2 separate regions of the Gossypium arboreum genome follow, and region 2 is linked to region 1. A link is a contact called in public Hi-C data. All regions are on one chromosome and are shown on one strand. Each heading gives the region's core, a stretch centred on a gene start, on an enhancer-like site or on the middle of the called end of the contact. The rest is flanking DNA. Distances are from core to core; before and after follow the strand shown.

The links. A called contact is a pair of places that touch in the nucleus more often than the background predicts.
Region 2: a Hi-C map of leaf shows a contact between it and region 1, with 2.8 times the contacts expected there. The contact joins the promoter of LOC108460659 here to the promoter of LOC108465087 in region 1. A contact is called at or near these places in 2 of 5 Hi-C or Micro-C datasets (both in leaf).

Annotation. Positions count from the first base shown.
Region 1 is chr12:47,056,354-47,062,248 of ASM2569848v2, forward strand. It overlaps LOC108465087 (putative glycosyltransferase 7), which reads right to left and starts at 3,632. Exons shown (of 2, transcript XM_017765397.2): 1 at 1,967-3,632. The coding sequence starts at 3,362. The coding sequence ends at 1,992.
Region 2 is chr12:47,294,582-47,300,699 of ASM2569848v2, forward strand. It overlaps LOC108460659, which reads left to right and starts at 3,038. Exons shown (of 11, transcript XM_017760237.2): 1 at 3,038-3,295; 2 at 3,517-4,086; 3 at 4,352-4,571; 4 at 4,721-4,878; 5 at 4,982-5,127; 6 at 5,237-5,299; 7 at 5,456-5,548. The coding sequence starts at 3,705.

The sequences.
Region 1 (5,895 bases), core at 2,382-4,881:
TAAAAGTCTGGTAATATTTATCCGAAGATAGAGTTAGAGTGAAAGATAACGATTTCCAATTTCAAGAAAGGTAAATTATTAAAATAGTCATTTTTATTTATCTCAAGGTACATTTTAGTCACTTTTGTTTGAAATGTTACGTTTTAGTCACTTACGTTATCGTATTGTAACATTTTAGTCATTAATCCGTTAATTGCCATTAACAGTATAACAGTAATCTGACGTAACACGTTAAATTTTCATTTTAAACAAAAATTTTAGGTTAAATTATATACTTAGTTTTTATATTTTTTTCATTTTGAGTAATTTAATTTTTTTCCTTTTATGCTTTTTAACTTTCTTTTTTTCTTTTCATTCTCTTCGTGTCTCCTCTATTTTCCTCTCTTCTCTATTCTTTTAATATAATTTTTTATATTTTCTATTTATTAAAACTAGTCCCTATATTTTTATTTTGGTATTAGGTATTTCTCGTACGTTCTGTTTAATCTTTCTTTTGATTAGTTTTTATTATGTGTTTAGCTTAGGGTAACAATTTTGTACTGATTTTCAATGAAAACCCATAATAAAGATTTTTCTTTTAATCTTTTTTGCTTATTATAGACAATTGTGAACTGGGATTTCTAATATTTTACAATTATTGTTGAAGCCATACAAAAGATCCAAAAATGGATTATTGTGGTGATTTTATAGAATTGCTTGGACATGATATTTCAATAAAGATTCTCATGATACTGGTTATTCCTTCTTATCTCATTAGAGTTAGCTTGGTTTCTAGTTCTTGGCACCAATTTGGTAAGCAAATCAATATCTTTGGTAGAATTTAACTTTGTGTTCTATTATATATCGAAGAAGAATCGTTATTGATTAATTCAATAGGATCGATTTTATTCATCTTGCAATGATAAAAATGGTCTCTGGGTCTACACATAGTATATAATCAAATATATTTGGATTTAACAAATAAAGAAATAGAAAGAAAAAATTAAATTATTAAAAAAATAAAAGTATAGGGACCAATTTTAACAAATGGAAAACATAAAAAACTAGTTAAAAGAAATAGAGAAGGAGAAAATATTAGGAGAAGTAGAAGAGAATAGAAAATAAAAAAATTTAAAAGACCATAAAAAAAGAATTACGAAAAAATATAGAGACCAATTATATAATTTAACCTAAAATTTTATTTGAAATGATAATTTAATAAACCACGTCAACTTATCATTACACTGTTAATGGCAATTAAAGGCTTAATAACTAAAATGTTACAACTCGATAACGTAAGTGACTAAAGCTTAATATTTCAAATATAAATGACTAAAATATAATATGAGGCAAACAAAAATGAATATTTTGATAGTTCACCCTAAATCATAGTTTCAAAATCAAAATTATAAACCTATTCTCTGTTGCAAATCCAATTAAAGTTGGAATAATGTTGATATTAGTCCTAATATATCAAAAGAAATAATTAAAAAAGAACCCTAGTAATAAATGTGCATAAATATGAGTAGTTGATATTGAACCCAAGTAGTTCCAACATAGAAATTCTACCTAATTTAAAATAATTTTTTAGAAGGCCTATCCTCACTTACTTAACTAAGCTTAAGAACCATTTGAAAATGAGTTCAACTAGAGAATTTATTTGCCCAAGGGGAAGGGAATGATCCGAAGTCCCTTTCATGCTTGCAAAAAGCGTCATTGTTTTGCCAAGAAAAGATTTAAATACTACCGGAAAACCATTAAATAAAAACCAGCCTTTTAAGCCTCTAATATCCCCACCTACCAAACACCAACATCTAGTAGCAATTTTTGATAGTTGGGGTTACTCAACAACAACATCATTATCCTTCAATATCATGCATTACTTCAACAAAGCAAAGCCCTCCCTCCCCAGTCCCCACCACCCAAAATTAAAATAATTTAAAAGCCAACACTTTTGTACATGGAATAAGATGATGAAAAACCATACCTTTTTGTATGTTTTGTATTGGTTTTCACCATGGACCCTCATCCGCAGGGTAATCAAACGGAATTTCAGTAACAGTGGAGGAATCATGTAGATCCGAGTGCACAAACCCATACTTGCGCAACACCTGATTATCAGCAAAGTTCAAAGCTTTGACCATCCCATTCCAACAAGACTCCCCAGCATACATCTGATTATGGTCGCCACTACAAGGCTGACAACCCGTGAAATGAGTGATCAATGGTCTCCTCCAACTCCCTTTCCCATTCCCAGCTTCCTTCAGGAATTCTTCCCTAAAAGCTGCATATTGCTCACTCACTTTCTCAGCATGTCTCCTCCTTAACTTTGGCGCCCCTCTCTCAATCTCCAAGTACCTCTCCGTTGTGTTCTCGTACCCTCCAACAATCTCAACCCAATACCCTTCAAAATAAAACTCTCCTTCCAAATAAATATGATCATAATATTTCTCTTTTTCTGTATAAAGCAAGTAAACCATAGCCGACTGATCATCTGATTCAGGGAAAAGCTTATCTTTGAACGTTGATCGTTGAATCTGACCCCACTTCTCATAATCTTTACTCATTGGACCCATGCTAGACCAAGTGTTAATCAAATCCATAGACCATTGGCAATTCCTAATCAGAAAAACCCCAGCATTTAAACTGGTCCAACTTTTCTTCTCATAAATCAACTTAGGCCAACCATGAACAACCAAGTTATGGTTTTTGTACCTTTCTAAGGGTAACTTAAACTCCATGTCTGTAAACAAGGCGTCCGAGTCAACCCACCAGATCCACTCAGCTTCAGGGTGAGCCAACATGGCTGCTTTAACCACAGGTAACTTTGCCCAATAGGAACCCATTTTGGGGTGCAATAACAAGTTATTGTAAAAAATATCGTAGCCATGGATTCTACAGTAATCAACCTTGTTCTTAAAGAAACGCAAGAGTAAATGATCACCAATGGGATTCTTACATGGCTTGGGTTGGGACCCAGTTACAAGAACGATTCTTTCACGTGCTCCGGCGGCGAAAGAAGGATGTTGCTTCAACCACTCTGCTCGTTTTTTATCCCAATCTTTCACCGGCTTTTCAAGGGAGTAACTCATCTCCGGGTCGTCGTAAAAGGTGGGGTTTTTGGGATCGGATTTTAAGTTAACTCCGAACCCACTTTCCGAGCAATCGACTGGATTCATGTTCAACTTGGAGGGTGGGTCGGTTACAGTGGGTTCAAAGTTTGGTGTTGGAGTGAAAAAAGACCAAAACGACGCTACTAATAAAAGAGCTAAAAATGCAACACCAAAGACAAGAAAGGCATCGGGAAGACACCAAAACGACCGGTTCCGAGGTTTCGCCATGGGAGAAGAAGATTGAGGATGAGAAAACTCAGGACACACCATTTCCTGAAAGAAAGAAAACTGGGTTTTGAGGTTTCTGTGTTTCCTAAGGTTTTTAAAACGGGATGCCCTCCAATTTTGGTTATGCAATTAAAGAAGACTGGGGACACTGTTTTTAATTACTGTGTAGTTGTATTAAAAGTTAAGGGCGTCGGTTTGGGTGCGCCAGGGATGCTAAAATGCGCGGGATAGAACGGAGGTGAAAAACAATTAAAACGACACATGGCAGTTTGGCTCGTGAAATTGGTGCCGACAGTTTAAATTGTATTCTGGGAAGGACTTATCATCCGTTATTTCCGTTTAAATTGTGTGTTGAGTTTTGTACTTACTGAAACTTCAACAGTGGAAAGATTTTTAGTCAAAAAGTATTTTCCAAAATAAATTAATGATTACTGTTAAATTATTAAAATGTGAATGGCGGAGCAAACTTTAAAGATGGGATGCACGTGATTCGAGAAAGCTTTTATTTTGCATGTTCCTTTGTAAAAAGGATCTGATTGAAGATGGACCCAAGTCAAATGAAATACTTGATATTTGGTGGTTTTTTCTTTTTGAAAAAAAATCGTATTATTTTGCCAATGCTCAATTCATAAAATAAATAAATAACGAAAAATAGCCTTGATTTAAGGGTTGAATTGCTAGGTGGTGCTGTATATCTAAGAATTATTGGCAAATTATAAATGATTTAGTCATATTCTCTTTGTATGCAAAGATTTAAAATACGTGGCAGATAGATAAGTTAAACCGAAACCCACTGTGAAATTGGTTTTTGTCACGTATTTTATTGTGAAATTGGAATGTGAGGAAAGCATTTTCCTTCTAGTTGGAAAACGTTAGTGGTACACAAATTTCCAATACAGAGAGAGAGAGAGAGGGGGAAGCTAGAATAGATGAGCTACCTGCAGACACAGTGACGGTTCAGAGCATTGACAATGGGCCGCCATCATGTGAGTCTCTGACACATGGCCCCGTATATACATGGAGCTTAAACTTTGGTTTCAAAATTTTTCAAGATTTTGCACCCCCTCCCCACCAGCAAGCTCCTGTGGCTCTGATGGTGGCCTAGATCATTTGTTTGGTATGCTTCAGATCTTGGATTTGCCTCTCAACAAAAGCATGTTCTTGTTTTTTCTTCTTGTTTTGCCATGCTGCTGCTCATGCATCAGCAAAATCAACATCTCACATATTTTACAATGTCAATTTGACATTTTGCTCTTAATTAGTTTTTTTTAGTCAATGCATTTTGTTGATGCACTGAATCAACGGTTAAATTCTTTAGGAGAAAAAACCAGAAGCAAAGAGGAAGAACAAGGACCCCCCTTTGGGACATCTGTCGACTTTTATTAAATCGATATGCGGTCACATAGAACAACACACTTTGATGAAAATGCCAACCAAAAGGCTATAAAGTTCAACCTTGATCTCATTGATGAGGTTAAGGAAGCAGCAGAAATGAAGAACACAGTATGCGCTCAACAAATAGCTCGCTACTACAATTTCAAGGTAAAAAACATGTAACGCCCCCATACCCAAGACCGTCGTCGGAGTCGAGCACAATGTGTTAACGGACTTAATTCATTAATTAAATAGCTCAAACAATTTATTTTAGAATTTCCAGACAAGCAGGCTAACTGCGTCACAGTCGCTAAAAAATTCATATCTCGAGTTACAAAACTCGAAATCTAATTCTGTAAATTTTCCCTGAAACTAGACTCACATATATACTTACTAAATTTTTTCTAGAATTTTTTATCAGACCAATTAGTACAGTTTATTAGTTAAAGTCTCCCCTATTTCAGGGTTCGACTACTCTGACCCCTGTGTATTACGAATCAGATATCTCCCTGTAAAGAGTTTCAATGACTATGAAGTTTGTTTCTCATAAAACTAGACTCAATAAGTATTTCATAAATGTAATATAAAACTCCTAATTGTTTTTTTATAATTTATGGTGAATTTTTAAAGTCATAACAGGGGATTCAGAGATCGCTATGACCCTGTTCCACCAAAACTTAAATATCTCATAAAATATTACTCATTTACCTGTTTCGTTTCTTCTATATGAAAATAGACTCATCAAGATTCGATTCCATAACTTATTCATCATTTAATTCCATTTCTACTATTTTTAGTGATTTTTAAAATTCACGTCACTGCTGCTGTCTGATTCTATTTTGTGGCAAATTTTACCTTTCCAAGGATTTTTATGGTTTAGTTAAGACATAAAGCATACATGTTATCATATATAAACTTGATTAGCCATTCCAATAGCTAATCATTCTCAAAAATTTCTATTCCATCCATGGGCCATATCATAAGATTATACACACAAAATGATTGAAATGCTATACATGCCATATTTCTAAAAGTTACAAGTCATTATACCGTGATTGTCCAGTGATAGTGTGAGCGTGCCTCCGACCGTCCCGATCTCCAAATTGACTTGTCAAAACTACAAAGAATGAAAAGGAGGGAGTAAGCATAGATGCTTAGTAAGTCCACATGCAAATAACAAATAACTTAACAAAGCAATTAT
Region 2 (6,118 bases), core at 1,788-4,287, 240 kb after region 1:
CTAATTAAAAAATACTTTGAAACCACATTTTTATGTAAAATCCCGAAATCCACCATTAACAATCCAATTTTTTGCTTTTATTTAAAACATGCATTTTAATTGCTAAAAACCTAGTTTTAAAGACTAGATAACATTAAAAACTCATAAGGAATTGAATCGTTACCTTAGATGAAGAAAATCAATGTGTGATCGAAAACCCAAAAAATCCACAAGCTTGACAATGGAGGAAACTATGGTGTTTTAGGTGCTTTTCTTGGTTTTTATAGAGGTTTATAACTTAGGAGATGATAGAAATCAAAAGGAACTAGCAGTTGGAGTTCAAAATTGATTGAAATAGCAAGAGAGAATCAAGGGACGACAAACACAAACTTTGGGTAGTTTTTACGTGAAATAACTTGGAGAAGAGAGTTTTTTAGCTTGAATTTTGAAATCTAGTTAAATTGCTTCATAAAAACTCTAAATTTTGATTTTTTACAAATCAGTCCTAACTTCAAAATTAAAGGTTTTTAAAACTCATTTTCGGAAATTAATTTAATTTTCTAAAAATCATAATTGAAAACATTACCGATATGCCATGTCACAAAATTTTGAACACTCTAAGGCTAAAATTCTTAAAATACCCCTAAAATTCTTAGGCTCTATTTTAGGGTGTGACAGTTTGACTAAGTACTTTAGCTACATAATATTATTTAATTTTAAAATAAGTTTAAAATTTACAATATAATTAAATAATATAAATTAAAATAAATGAATAAACCCTTAACAAAAAAATTAAATGATTTAATTATTAATTTACCCGAATTCATTTACTTCTAGGCTTTATGCCTGTGGAGTGATAAATGTTTCTTCTTTCTAAAAAAGAACAATTACTCTAATAAAAGATTGAATAAAAAGAAATAAATAAATTCATTTCAAAATATATAACAAAATTATATATAAAATTATTTGAATCTAACAAGGCTAATCATTCTTATTTGAGTATCTATACAAGGTTCAAGTCTTTTAATTACATCTTTTGTACCTTCTAATGTTTCACATAATATGTTCATAGAACGCTCCACCCCAAATTGAAATTGTGGATTTAGATAATAAGCTAAACATAATTCATAATAATATCCTTAGATGATAATCATCCCAATTTCTCCCACCACTTCAATTAAGTTATATAACTAAGGAGAATTTGTTAATTGAAAAGGAAGTCACTCTTATATAAAAAAAATTATATAATGATTCACCTAACTTCTTTTTTAGAGTCTTTAAAATAGAGTCACTTTTGGTTGCTTTGAGCTCTTACTTTTGACTAATTCAGGTATAGCTCCTCTTAAAGCAAACTTGAACTTACTTGGACAGTATTTTCTTATTCTTTCTCCAAAATATTGTGCAATAGACCATTAAGGAGTTTATCCTTCATCATAATGTTACTCCAACCAACTTTACTTCTTTTGAATTCTTGCCTCCTATTTCATTCGTGTTGTGGTTAGAGACTGTCCTAAGTAGCTTGTTTAATAGTAGAATCCTTATCATCAAATCCCTCATAGTCATCATCTTCTCTTAATCAGGTTAAAAATTCATCTTGTCTTCTTTTATTGTCAACTTCTTTCTCTTTGCTTTCTTTTAAAAGGTTCATCATTTTTTTTTTTGATGATTCCTGTTAAGAAAATAAAAATGATTAATGATTCACACATTATATTATTGATTCACACATTTATATTATTGTATAATATTTATTGATAAATATAAAATTACAAATTTTGAAAAACATATAAAATGTCACATATTAGTTACATTTGGGCATTGTGCAACATTGTTGGTTTTATAAGCAATGGAATTTTTAAATTGCATTATTCCTCCTTTAATAACTATTCCACATAGTTTACATGCAATATTTCGTTTTATATTTGGCATAAAAGATCTAAAATGCCATCCTATATCTTCGCTTGATGCACCCTTTAGTCGGGAACTCCTCACCTAATGGCATGCTTCATTTGTATAAAATCATAATAATATAATCTTTAAAATGAAAGTGTTATGTTACTAATAGCATCACCAAAATTGAATCTACCTCAAATTATAATGCATAATTTTTAATAAATTAAACCTTATTTTATGATTAGTTATACAATAATCATAATTTCATAACTATAATTATTAATAATATAAAAATAACAATCAGATAACAAAACCAAAATAATGAACAAATATAAGTAATCATTAAATAACCCATTAAAATAACTAACAAATATAACTAATAACCAAATAAACCATAAAAATATTAAATGAAAACTATGTTTTAAACACAAAATCGACCCAAAGTCCAAATACCATCAGCCACACCCACCCATTCCCACTCAAATACCCAAATCCCCAAACTTAGGCCAAACCCATAAAAAACATCATGGCCCCCATCACGATTATACCCAATCATGGGTCGGGTGGAGCTAATCTAAAATTTTAAGTTTATTTTTTAAATTTGAGTCCAATTTAACTTATTGAAAAATAAGTTTAAAATTTTATTTAAATTCAGCCCCTGCTTATATTAATTATATATATATATATTAATTTTTATATAAAATAAATATTAAAATTTAATACATTAAAATATTAAAAATATTAAAATATTTTCTTATCAAAAATTAAAAATATATTAAAAACTTTTTATATTTAAATAATTTTAATATAATATCTAAATAATAATAAAATAGTACTAATATAATAATAAAATGAGAGTAAAATATCATCAAAATGGCAACAAACAACAACAAAACAACAAAAAAAAATATTTAGGTAAATTCAATTTGAATCGACAGTCAAAAAATTTTACTTGATAGCTATTTTTTTTATCTAATCTAATTTTTTGAGTTTATATTTTATTCAAACACTCTCATTTTTTAAACAAAGTTTCGAGTTTTGACGAGTGAATATAATAACTAAATAATAACAATAAATCATTGTAAAAATGACAGCAAATAACAATAAAAAGATATTTAAACAAATTCAGAATGAGCCGGGTCAGGCCGAAAAAATCTTTAGAAAGCGGGCCTAATTCACAAATTATAACCTTCTATCTTTTTCCAGCATTTGTTTTTGTTTCTTTATTTCGCTCTGTCCGAAACAGAAAGTTAGAAAACTCTCTTTTTTAACCTCAAAACTCCCTATTCCCTAAAACTTTTTCCCATAAAAATCTCATGAATCTAAGATCTAACTTCTAATCCTTGCTTAGTCCTTCCTTCTCCTCATGTCTGCATCAAAAATGGAGAAACAAAACAAAGATCAAGAAAGACTCAAGTAAAAATAGGTACTTGAAAATTTAAGCAATTTCTTGACTCTTGATGTGTATTGTAGATGAGGGAATGATGGGCTGCTTGGTTTTTGGCTGGATTTGAGTGTGTGTAATTTATTTTGTTTTATTTTAAACTTTGAGTTTGAGCTTTGAGAAATGAAGTTGTGTTTTTAGTTTTTACTTGTGTTTTAGACTCTGTTTAGATAAATCGAGCTGCTGACTAAGCCATATTACAGAACTATTATTGTTACCTTTGCAAAGTTTGGGCAACTGATATCAGTGTCCAGAAAGCACTTCATATCAGAAAGGTACCAATTGAAACTGAACAACAACAACACCAGGTAACTTAGCTAAGTTAAATTAATGAACTGTTGATGTTGAATACCAGTGAACAATCAAAGAACGGGTAAGATGTTACAAAAGCATGGACTATGACTATGATGTTGTGAGTGCTTTAAGCTATCATCTATGTCTCTTAATTTTCTGTGTTTTGGAAGTTGGGTCCGTTACAGTAGGTTCTAAGATTGGTGTTGGAGTGAAAAAAGACCAAAACGACGCTACTAATAAAAGAGCTAAAAAGGCACCACCAAAGACAAGAAAGCCATCGAACAGACACCAAAACGACCGGCTCCGACTCCGACCGTATTTTCAAAGTCCTGCCTATGCATGCTTTCCTCAATCTCTCAACTCCGACTCAACAATGGGTATCAGGAAACGGGACCTCCCCTCTGCTTTGCTTCTCTGCCTTATCTTCTTCCTTCTTTCAAGTTTTTCCTCCTTTGCATCTGCCCAGAAACTTTCTTTGGGTACTCTCTGCCTTCTTTCTCTTTCTTACTTCTTGCATGTTTTTCTTAACTCTCTGAATTCTATGAATTAGGGTTTTCTTTTTGCCTTTTAGTGGTTAAAGAGTTAAATCTTGATGAAATTAGATGGATAAGGAATCAAATGTTCAAATAGCTTTAGTTGGTTGGGTTGTCTGTGCTTATCATATTTCTTGTAATTGCTCATAATAATGTCTTAGTAGTGGAAATTTCTTAAATTTTGATTGTATCATGTTTTTTATGTTTGCAGTTGTTGAGGAGTCTAATAAGACGTTGCAGTTAACTCCTGGCGTACAAGTGGAGAAGTCTCCTGGTTTAAAGCCTGGAACTAAAGTTGTTTGCGAAAGAGTTCACGTTGATGGTTTGCCTAGGTTTAGGAATCTCATGAAATTTGCTCATTCAGTCAAGCTGAAGGTTTCACAAGGAAATTCCACCCTACGCAGACCTAATGTTGCAGTTTGCTTCCACAGGTATGTGGTTTCACATAACTACTTGGTTGAATTCAGTGATAAATTCTTTAAAAGAACAGACTTAGAAGTTTTCAACTTAGAAGGTTTCTATCTGTTGAAAACTTGCAAAATTTGAACCTTATTTCTGACTGATATCTTTGTTTTTGCAGGAATGCTTCACTTGGGATAGGGATGTGCCCTCAAGGCAAGTGGGAGAAGGTTTCAAACGGATTATGGGCTAAATCGATGTCTCCTTTCGATCACAAGCTCTTAGATATACGAATGACCAGTTCTTCTACACAGACGCTTGAAGTGTCAATTGAAGAGGGTATATTTGTGATCCTTCTATCTGTGTTGCTTTATGTCTTGACAATTGAAACTTGTTTACGGACCCTGTTCTTTGATCATTTACCTGTTCATCTTTTTTGCAGAATTTTTCCAATATCGTATAGTTTTTTTAGCACTGGGCATTGTGTTGTGGAGTGTGGCATATACACTAAGCCAATCATTAGTATTTTACTATGGTGGTGCAATGGCAATCGGGGTTATCCTTGTGGTATTAATAGTCCTGTTTCAGGTAAATACTGTGATTGATGAATTACTTGAAAGTTCCTCAACTTGTGCTCACTGCTGTTGTCTGTTCAGTTATCAATCTCTGTTATGATTAATATTCTTATGTTTAATAGGGAATGAAGCTTCTCCCAACTGGTCGGAAGAGCTCACTTGCTATTGTTATATATTCATCTATGGTGAGTATAAACTGTACAGATGAGATGATCTCCTTTTTCTGCCACTTTATTGTTTGTCTGTGTGTGTTTATGTGCACATTTCCATATGCATGCGTATGTGTTTATGCCTATGTCTTCTGTTAATTCTTCTCACGTATGGTATTGTCATTGTTTTAGCTTGGTTTGGGATCTATACTTCTCCGCTATATACCACAGTTGGTGCAATCAATACTTTCAGAAATGGGAATCACTGAAGACATGTATAATCCTGTATGTAAGTCTCCTGCAAATATTTTTGTTCGCTTGCTCTATGTTTCTCTATGATATAGAGCGTAACCTCTAGGATTTTTCAGTCACTAATTATTATTGTTATCAATTACTTTGTTCATGTTGGATGAGACACTGTAAATTTGACTGGGTAGCGAGTGAACCATGAATGATTAAAGATCTTATGGATTTTGGCCGTCAAATCAAACTGTTGTTCATATGATATCATTATGTAAAATGAAATGGTAAAATCAATGTAGAATTGCTAAAGTTCTATTCTGTTAAGGGTTTCTTTATATTGAATACTTCCTGTCTCTAGAAAATTATGGTGTTTAATTTTTAATGGTTGTATGAATTGTTTGAAATCTAGCTATTGTCTCCTCTTCCTTTGTTCCCCTTCCAGTTGTAATCAATATTTTATCATTGCATATAGGTGTTCTAAAGTAACAAAACAATCCATGTATTATTTTAAACCCCCCAAAAAATGCAAAAATTTCTGAATTAAATACTTGATTTGCAAATTGGCTTAGATTTATACCTTCATTCTAGTATTGAGACTAGAGTTTCTCTACT